Linked DNA regions of Mus musculus: region 2 is linked to region 1. The links are chromatin contacts, called in public Hi-C maps. All regions are on one chromosome and are shown on one strand. The core of a region is the stretch at or near the end of the contact, and the rest is flanking DNA. Distances in the headings are between cores, read along the strand shown. Region 1 overlaps Zmynd8 (zinc finger, MYND-type containing 8). Region 2 overlaps Ncoa3 (nuclear receptor coactivator 3).

Region 1 (5,356 bases), core at 653-3,152:
TTTGTTTGTTTGTTTGGTTTTTTGGTTTTTTCAAGACAGGGTTTCTCTGTGTAGCCCTGGCTGTCCTGGAACTCACTTTATAAACCAGGCTGGCCTCAAACTCAGAAATCCACCTGCCTCTGCCTCCCAAGTGCTGGGATTAAAGGTGTGCGCCGCCACCACCCGGCGTCTACAACATTTTACACCATGTCAACAGCTAGCATTGAACCCCTACATCTGAGGAAGAAATGAAGAGGCAAAGCTCGGCACACAGCCTGGCTGCACGTGAGAACCCCCAAGCACGCAGCTGGCCTTGGAGAGCGGTCCCCCTCCCTGTGTGTGCTAGGGATACCTCTCTGCTGGGACCTGAAGACCGTTAGATCCAGTCAGGTGGACCCTACCGAGGTTGAACAGAAACAAAATACCTACAAGAGACAGGGCTCCAGGCTAGGGAAGGGAGAGGTCAGAATCACTAGGGTCCCCAGCCCGGGGACATTTCCTACCTAGGAGAACACCAAGACAGCAAATGCCACAATTGTGAGTCAACACCAGGACCCTCCCCTCAGCCAGGGGCCACAGGCCCAAATTCCTTGTCCCACTCTACACTGGTATGGTTTCAAGGTCATAACTGTCCAGCCACCCCCCAGGTTCCCAAGTCACCTAAGGGGCCTAGACAAGAATAAGCTCTTTGTCCTTAAAAAGAAATGAGAATTTATTCACACAGAAAGCCTGAGGGAGGAGCCCCAGCAGCCTCGGGGCCAGGCTCTTTCCCAGAGGGACCTTGGGCAAGCCATTGTACTCTGGGCCCAGTTTTCTCATCAGTTAGACTGACATTAAAAGCAGGCACTTCACAAAGGGTGACAAAGTGACTGTAACCCCAGGTATTTTCCTTAAGCCTTGCACTCATTCGGCATAAGAGTTCCTATATTTTTAGATCACGGCACATAGATCTAAAACCAAGCGGCAATTCTTTGAAGGGGGAGCCTACAGAGCCTCCCATGACCGCTGCTGGAGGCCCTATGGGTTCAAACTCAGACCGATCACCTTGACCTCCCAGTAGAGGGCTCTGGGCTGTCACTTAGCCTGACCCGCCTCACTTTGGGGCCCCCAATCGAAGAGTCTATTGTCGGGCACTCTCGGGTCCCCATATCACCGTTTTTCCTCACATCTCTGCGAAGGAGGCTGCAGATGAGGCCGCCTGGAGTGACTAAGACTGTCTAGGGACAGGTGTGGTGGCGCACACCCTTGGTCCAGCACAGGGGGTGGGGCAGAGGCAGGCGAATTTCTGAGTGTTTGAGGCCAGGCTGGTCTATATAGGAATTCCACAGATTAGCCAGGGCCACACAGAGAGATCCTGTCCCAAACAACCAAGCAAACAAACATAAGTCTACCATAACCAAGGCTATCACAAACAACAACAACAACAAAAAAAAACCCTGTCTGGGGAGAGATGGGGGCTCACCCAGAACCAAGAATTCTCCTGGGAAGAGTGTGCACCCCAGTTCCTTCAGATGGGGATACCTTAGGCCTCCAAAGTGTTGGCATTAAGGTACTGTTCACACAACCACAGTGGGGCCACCGTGCCTAAAAGCAACCCACCAGATTAGCACAGGAGAGTCTTAACCCATTAAGATGGCGAACACCTCAAATGCTCTTCGAGGAGCCGGCTAAGGCACAGCCAGCCGCCAGCTCCTCCTGCTCTAAAAACAGAAAGCAAATTCTTACTTGCCTCTCCCCAGAGCACCCAGTTCAAACCACTAATTACAGCCCAGGCTCCAGACACAGCCCTTCACTGGGCGCTGCCCATCTAGCCAGGTCCACCAGGGCCTTCATACCAAGCATTTCCTACAGATGGGAGACAGGGAGCCTAGCTTGGACAAGTGTCTGCCTGCGTGCTGAAGCAATGCACCATGGGAGAGAGCCCGAGGGAGCACATTCCTTTAACTGAAGGAATGCTGACATTCGGGATGAATTCTACCAGGACAGGGTGGGGAGAGGGCTTGCCTAGCCTACAGGAAGCCTGGGATCCATCCCCAACAACACACTACCAGGTGTCTAGGTGTACGCCTGGAATTTCTGCACTCAGGATGTGGGCAAAGAAGATCAGGAGTCCAACATAAAACAAGTTGAGACCAGTTGAAGCTACATGAGCCCCTCCCCCCACAGACGGGGGAGTGGTGGTGGGAAAATTAAACTGTGCTGCACCCCGCCAAAGCCAGTATTACCTCAAGAACTCACCTATTCTCCTGACAGGGGGAACCACTGGAATTTCTGTAAGAAACTCAATCTCTCTAATATTGAGATTTTTCATTTCTTTTTTGCTTTGATTCATCAGCCAAGCACGTGACAGAGTGAGCATGCTAATTCAGATGCCGATTATCACAAAAAAAAAATCTATTTTCTGTGCGGCACATGAGTTTAACCCCTACTGCATTCCTACATCTTCTCAAGATGCGGGGGTGGGGCCATACTCCCAAGGAACCTTTGCTTCATTTAATCCCGAGGGAATTTGCATGGTAAGTGGTGTCTCTGACTACCTGGTGTTCACAGGCAGACGGGGCGCCAAGCAAAGGGAGCTACTGGAGCGACTCCATAACTCCACTCAGCCTGTGCAGGAAGGAAAGGGGAGGCTGGGGAGGCTGGGAGGGAGGGTTTGAGTCTGTCAAAACATCATCCCCTCTGTCACTTCCCAGTTTAGATACACAGGAAGGCGGATGAGGAGGGGAGGTACTCCATCTTATGCTAGGAGCTTCGTTTAGTGGCAAACTGGGAAACGACCTCAGGGTCCTGAAAGCATTACTTTTAAAAGCGGTTTGCACAGAGGTGTTCATTTACTCCAGGAAGACAGAAGGGATAAATAAGTCTACATCAAACAGCAGGCCACAGAGCCACGGAACTCCTTCTGAAGCCAGATCCAACCAAGAGAACCAGGGAGGCGAGGTTCTTTCCCAACACGCCTGAAGCTAACCCTCCAAAACACCTGGACGAAGCCCCCCCTCACCAAGCTTGGCAGACAACCAGAAAACATTTTGCAATAACAAGGTCACAGGCTGCTAAGACAATATATAAAAACAATAGCCGTAGTCACTAGTGATAAAAGGTAGAGTTCGGGCTGGTGAGATGGCTCAGTGGTTAAGAGCGCTGACTGCTCTTCCAAAGGTCCTGAGTTCAAATCCCAGCGACCACATGGTGGCTCACCACCACCCGTAATGAAACCTGATGCTCTCTTCTGGAGTGGCTGAAGACAGCTACAGCGTACTTACATATAATAAATAAATAAATAAAGGTAGAGTTCGCTTTTAAGAACAACACAGTACCCCTCCGCCACCTTCACTCTGTGATGGCATTCTCCAAAGTTCCACGCACAGCCTGTTTTAAGCTCCCACCTGTCATGTTGTCCAAAGAAACGGGCGTCAACCTGCCCGTCTTTGTCCCTCAGAGCTTTCGCTGGCCAGAATGGAAATCCTTTCAGTTTTGCCCAGACCAAAGGGTGCGGATTGCTCTAGAAGAACAACAAAAGGCAGGGTTGGCGTTATATTTGGCAGCAAGACACACATTCAAGTCTGAAAGGTAACCTGAACGCAGGGAGGCAGGGAGGGCACAGCCCTGTGCTGATTAATTAGGCTTCCGTCAACCTGGCACAAGCAGAGTCATCTGGGAAGAGGGAACCTCAAGTAAGAAACAGCCTCCGTCGGACAGGCCTGTAGACAGAGCTGGAGGGCGTTTCCTTGATTGACATCTGTTGTGGGCGGGTCCAAGCCGCTGCTGGGCAGGTGGTCCTGGGTGTATTTACAAAGCAAGCTATGCAGGCCCTGAGAAGCAAGGCGGAGTGAGCCGATCTCCTCCAGGTCCTGTCTTAAGTTCCCTGGATAAAGGACTATATAAGCTAGAAGATGAAATTTACCCATGCCTCCCCAAGCTGCTGCAGGCCTGGGTGTTTATCACAGTAATTAGAAAGCAAAATAGGACATGAGCCAGGCAAGCAAGGGGACCCCCGGCAGGCGTGTAGCCTGAACAGCGCCTGCGCGAAGCTGAAAGCTAAAAGAGTGAATAAGGCTTGGGTCCTGGCTGACCCAAAAAGTCCACCTCCTTAGGCACCGCAGAAACAGTCACCACCTACTCTGTGCTAAGTTTGTACAAAATGTGGAGTTACACAAAAGTAAGAAGCTGCAGGAGCCATACTGTGTGCTGGGGCTCCCCCAAGCTTTAGCTCCACTGGTGTTTATCTCCAGAGGCAAGGAGAGGCCTGAGCCATCCTTTACTTAGCCGGTCTTGCCTGTTCGAACCCTCCACGCCACCGCTCTCTCCACCTCACCATGCCCAACTCTGGAGACCAGTGGTTCTCAACCTGTGGGTCTCGGCTCCCCTAAGGTCAATGGAAAATATAATTTTACTCTATGATCCATAACGGCAGCAAAATTACAGTTAGGAGATAGCAGCAAAACGTTTTTACGGCTAAAGGAACTGTACCAAAGGCTCACAGCATTGGGAAGGCTGGAAACCATTGCTTAAAACGTACTGGATTTGGTCAACGCCCAACACTGTCGAAGAAGAGTTTACCACATAGCTTTGCACTTCCATAAACCAACGATCTCTCTGGAGAGACAGACAGTCCCCCAGGGATGTGTATCTAGGGTCTTAAAACAGGAACTAACCAGACTTTATTTCAAATGACACAGCAAGCTGCAGCTGCGGTTCTGACACATCCTATGGTCTGCACCCCAATTGTCACAGTCCCCCTCGACAGTCAACCCAGTTACCAGGACACTTAATTCTGGAACAAAACGGTTCCGCCCAAGAGGCCGCCAAAGCCTGCTCAGTTCCCCTCCGCCCTGACTTTTTCAGAACAACTTCCATTAGAGCTTCCCAGTCTCGTCTCGTAAGTCCCCGGAGAGGGTCATCTCGGTGTAGCCACCAAAGGCACCAGAGTTTCCAAAAGTGAAACCAAAGAACGGGATCCAACTTACACAGGGCTCACAGAACCAGTTGTCTCGTTTTTGGCAAGCTGCAAGATAACATTCTGGACAGACTTCGATTTCATTCATCTGTAAAGAGAAAGATACATTAGAGTGTGGGGTCCCCGGGGCCTCCCATCTGGAAGCCCTACTAAGAGTGTGGGGCTCCCGGGGGTCCCCCATCTGGAAGCCCTACTAAATCCCCGACCCCTTTCCGTGCTTGGACTTTCATTTCAAGATCAGATTTTCTTCTTTTAGTTCTTCTTCTGTTTTTTTGGTTTTTGGTTTTTCAAGACAGGGTTTCTCTGTATAGCTCTGGCTGTCCTAGAACTCACTTTGTAGACCAGGCTGGCCTCGAACTCAGAAATCCACCTGCCTCTGCCTCCCGAGTGCTGGGATTAAAGGCGTGCACCACCACGCCC
Region 2 (4,901 bases), core at 1,640-4,139, 230 kb after region 1:
GTCAGGTAACTGTGAGGGTGGAGTCTAGCTAGAATGCCAGGAGCTTGGGGCTTTGTTTGCGTGACTGATTGTCACAGAATTATGGAGCTGGGGGCTCTGTGGTGTCAGGCACCTGTCTCTGGGAACGTGGCTCACTGTTCCCTCCCTCTACTGGGTCACCTGAGCAAGCTCAACCAAAACAGGCTGCCCTTCACTGTCCCACACATATAGTTTGCGTGTTCAACGTAACATATAACTGCTTTATCAAAGATGTTGTATCTGGTGTGAGCAGGTTGGAATGATAAGATAGTAGAAGCATAAATACCCGTCACTGCAAGGGTCCACAGGAATCATGGGAAGGGTCCTGGGAGTGGGCCTCGTAGACTAGAAGGATAGTGAGGAGTAGTGAGGAGGCGGGAGGAAGGAGTCCTGGGGAGATTGGAGGAAAGCGGCTTTTCTATCTAGTGGGGAAGTGGGAGAATTGTAAATTCGTGATTTCTACTCTGCAGACTAAGTTTGAGTGCTGGGGACACCCAGATTCATTTGCATAAGCCAAGTGAGTTCAGAAATGTTTCGGGTAGAACGCATAATTTGATAGCTAGTTATCCTCTGTGTCTGAGCGTACCCAGACAGGAAACACTGTGAGAGAAGAGGAAAACCTGAGAAGGAACTTCAGTGTACACTCGACCCTTACCCAAGCAAGGGAAGGCTGCAGTGGGAGAGCATAGGTGGCAGAGCAGAATTGCAGGACAGGCTGCTCACTGTGTTCTTGGTTTGGGGGCCTGGGAGAAGGCAGAGGTGCACAGTGCACCCGACATTTCCTTTGGAACATGCCATCTGTTGCCAAGTAGACCTGTTGAGGATCAGTGGTGAGTGACCACCTTTAGTGTCTAACTGGGGAGTGCACTCAGAGATGGAGATCTGCAGAGGTGCTTTTCCTGGCTGACCTATTATTACCTAAATCATCTCTTGCTATTCACAAATTATGGGAGAACAACAGATTTGTAAAGTTTTATTACACTTTATTTTGTGTGTGTCTGTGCAGATTGCATGCACATTACAGACATGGAGCTCAGAGGACCACCTCTGGGAGTCAACTGTCAGCATTTGTGGCAGAGGCATCGAGTGGCACTGAGTCATTTCACCAGTCCTAAAGTGTGTGTGTGTGTGTGTGTGTGTGTGTGTGTGTGTGTGTGTAAGTGTGTGTGTGTGTGTGTGTGTGTAAGTGTGTAAGTAAGGGTTCTTAGTGTATAGAGCTCTGGTTTTGAGCCAATAGTATCTTTTCAGGTATTAAACACATTATAGCTACCAAAAAGGCCGAGAGCGTACATGTATACATGCACTTAAAAGACCCTGCTATGCATGTGGAGTCAGAGGACCACTTCCAGGAGTTTATTATTCCACTGTGTGGGAGCCACGGATTGAACTCAGGCAGCAGGCACCTTTACTTGTTTAGCCACCTGGACAACCCATAATTTATGTCAGTTCCACTATATAGAGTTATTTATTATTAAACATTAAAATAATACACTGGTTTTCTTTTGTTTTTTTTTTTTTAAAGATTTATTTATTTATTATATCTAAGTACACTGTAGCTGTCCTCAGACACTCCAGAAGAGGGAGTCAGATTTCGTTACGGATGGTTGTGAGCCACCATGTGGTTGCTGGGATTTGAGCTCCTGACCTTTGGAAGAGCAGTCGGGCGCTCTTACCCACTGAGCCATCTCACCAGCCCTACACTGGTTTTCTTTTGATGTTTGAAAACCAGAGAATCTAATTACCTACATTCATTACTACATTTCAACCAAATCACCATTCATTTTCTCCCATCCTTTTGAGACTTGGTTGTCCCATTCTACAGACATGAGTTCTGAACTACACAGGAGTACACAAGACACAGTGCAGATGCAGCTTCAGGCATCTGGGTTCTGAGCCACCACCGGTCACATGTACTGATTTACATTTTTTCCCTTGTTTGCAGCATTTGCTTTTGGTTGCTTTCTCAGGTGTAGCTAACCATTCCTTTGTGTTTGATGTTTAAGGGACAAGCTTTGGAGTCCAAACAGGATGTTTTCCAAGGCCAAGAAGCAGCAGTAATGATGGATCAGAAGGCTGCACTATATGGACAGACATACCCAGCTCAGGGTCCTCCCCTTCAAGGAGGCTTTAACCTTCAGGGACAGTCACCATCGTTTAACTCTATGATGGGTCAGATTAGCCAGCAAGGCAGCTTTCCTCTGCAAGGCATGCATCCTAGAGCCGGCCTCGTGAGACCAAGGACCAACACCCCGAAGCAGCTGAGAATGCAGCTTCAGCAGAGGCTACAGGGCCAGCAGGTAAGACCGGGCTGTCAGGGGCTCTTAGGCTGTGCTCTCCGTGGCCCTTGCCACCGGCTCTCCACTCTTTGCTAACTAAAGGAATCCCTTTTGCTTTCACTTCTCTGTAAGATTTTGTTTATGCAGACAGTTCCTTGATAAGGAGTGTGTATTAAACTTGGGTATCTTTCTATATGTATATTCTTTGCTATAACATTAGCAGTGGCAAAATGGCTCAGTGGGTAAATGTACTTTCCAAGCAAGCCAGGCAAGCCAGTTTAATTCTTAGAGCCTTGCTTAGTGCATGCTGTTAATCCTAGCACTTGAGAGGCAGAAAGAAGCACAGGTCTCTGTGAGTTCCATGGGTCAGCCTGGTCTACAGAGTGAGTTCCAGGCCAGTTAGGACAGCACAGTGAGCTGTTTGACACAGGACAGGACAGCAGGAGGAGCAGTGTGTCTTGATGGCCCTTGGAAGGCATTTCCTCAGCTTTTTGTTTTAAAGACAAGATCTTGATGATTGTCTAGGGGACTTGTAACCACTTCTGTCTCAACCTCTCCTGCCGGGATTGCAGGCATGCAATGCGTTAAGCACCCCTGTTGACTCAGTATTTTAATGGAAATCACTTCTTGATGCACTTTGGGGCCGGAGGCATGCTCAGTGGTTAAGAACACTTGTTGCTCTTGCAGAGGACCCGTGTTCAGTTCCTGGCACCTACTGTGGGCAACTGACTGTCTAACCTCAGTTCTAGGGAATCCACACCCTCCTCTTTCCTTAATCTGCAGTTGCTTTAAAGCATATTTGTATGGTTGCACGGGCTGGTGAGTGCTTGTTACCAGGTGGCAGTGAGTCACCTGAGTAGGAGAGCCCAGGAAGCCAGAGCCAGGCTATGGCAGCCCCTGCAGCAGGCTCAGAACTGGGGAAGCTCTGTGCCTGTGCGCATGGTACTATTTTATAGCTTAGTCCTCCTTTCTATTAAGTGCTCACTAGTGTCTGATCAAGTCAGAGTAATTTTGATTGTCTGAGCAACAGTCCCTGGAGAAACTTGACACTGCATTCCTGCTGCAGTTGTTTAAGCCTCACACCGAGGCAGGGAATCGGCGCCAATGTCGCTGTCCAGGAACTCTGTCCTGCGAACTTTTTTTCTATTTTTTTTTTTTTTTTAAGGTTTCTTGTATTTTTAATAGTGTCTGTGCAGTTCGTGTTTGCGCGCGCACGCACGCACGCACGCACGCACGCATGCACGCCTGCAGAGGCCAGAGGTGTGAGGTGCACTAGAACTGGGGCAGTGGTGACTGAGCCACCATGTAGGTGCTGGGAAAGGAATCTGGTCCAGTGGATGGACTGTGCACGCTCTCAGCTGTAGAGCTGTCTTCCTTCTGCAGGATGTAAACGACGACGAACCAATTCAGTTTAAATGTGGCTCCCTAGCTTGGTGGGTCTGGAGAGATCTCACTGGGTGGGGGTAGTGTATAAAGCTGATTGGGGCTCACTAACACGCTCCACTTGACCTACTAACCCAACTCTGTTCAGTTTTTAAATCAGAGCCGGCAGGCACTTGAAATGAAAATGGAGAACCCTGCTGGCACTGCTGTGATGAGGCCCATGATGCCCCAGGTACGTTCCCTGCAGAGAAGGGGCCAGTCCAGGCGGGACCCACGCCCGGCCTGGCCTTAGCTATGCCTGTTAAATAATTCTGAAGTTTTTGTAAGAATTGGTTGTCACACTGTCTCTCTCTCTATATATATATATGTATGTATATATATGTGTGTGTGTGTGTGTATATATATATATATATATATATATATATATATATTAATGTTTATGAGTGTGTTATCTGCATGGATGTCTGTATCATGTGGAGGCCAGAAAAGGACATGAGATCTCCTGGACCTGGAGGTACAGATGGTTGTGAGCAGCCTTGTGGGTGTGGGAATTGAGCCATGTCTCCAGCTCCTGTACTTGGTCTTTCACTCTCACTCTGCTTTGTCTGTGATGAGGGGCTGGAGAGAAGTGGCTACTTGATTACAACCATCAGTAAACTCACCCAGATTGATTCCCTTTGTGATGAGCTGCTGTGTTGTAAGATAACTGCCTAGTGTTTTGGGATTCTGGGACTGCCTCTGACCCTGCACAGGAAGGACGCTCACTGGGCAGCGTTTGGAAGCCACGGGTGTAAAGAACCGCTTGTGTATACTACCCTTTAGTTACAGAGAGGGCACTCTGTTCTTTCTTGTCCATAGCTGGTGTATTGTGAGATGCTATGAAATGAAGTTAATTGTGTGTCTCTTGGCTACCAGCAGGCTTTCTTTAATGCCCAAATGGCTGCCCAGCAGAAACGAGAGCTGATGAGCCATCACCTGCAGCAGCAGAGGATGGCGATGATGATGTCACAACCACAGCCTCAGGCCTTCAGCCCACCTCCCAACGTCACCGCCTCCCCCAGCATGGACGGGGTTTTGGCAGGTTCAGCAATGCCGCAAGCCCCTCCACAACAGTTTCCATATCCAGCAAATTACGGTAAACCTGTCAGATTGTGCCCTTATCAAAGTAGGGTTAGTAAGGCCCCAAGCTGCACCAGTTCCGTTGAGTGTGAAAACAAAAGTACC

What was found. A called contact is a pair of places that touch in the nucleus more often than the background predicts.
Region 2: a contact with region 1 is called in a Hi-C map of embryonic stem cells, with 2.9 times the contacts expected there. The contact joins two enhancer-like sites. A contact is called at or near these places in 29 of 484 Hi-C or Micro-C datasets (B cells, the HPC-7 cell line, LSK cells and 16 more), 9 of 115 datasets of contacts at active chromatin or transcription factors (the HPC-7 cell line, SST interneurons, double positive thymocytes and 5 more) and 3 of 9 other capture datasets (adipose tissue, embryonic stem cells and liver).

The regions. Positions count from the first base shown.
Region 1 is chr2:165,829,944-165,835,299 of GRCm38.p6, forward strand. Zmynd8 (zinc finger, MYND-type containing 8) reads right to left here. Exons shown (of 23, transcript NM_001363020.1): 9 at 4,947-5,024; 10 at 3,366-3,481. Among named protein-coding and RNA genes, the nearest start is that of Gm11465, 49 kb to the right of the region's middle. Within about 2 kb of position 1,903, at least 49 of the 459 cell types and tissues checked have an H3K27ac peak or open chromatin away from gene starts, as enhancers often do. A contact at or near this core is called in embryonic stem cells, where this site is marked.
Region 2 is chr2:166,063,737-166,068,637 of GRCm38.p6, forward strand. It overlaps Ncoa3 (nuclear receptor coactivator 3), which reads left to right. Exons shown (of 23, transcript NM_008679.3): 18 at 2,022-2,315; 19 at 3,826-3,909; 20 at 4,593-4,812. Among named protein-coding and RNA genes, the nearest start is that of Gm52534, 54 kb to the right of the region's middle. Within about 2 kb of position 2,890, at least 5 of the 459 cell types and tissues checked have an H3K27ac peak or open chromatin away from gene starts, as enhancers often do. A contact at or near this core is called in embryonic stem cells, where this site is marked.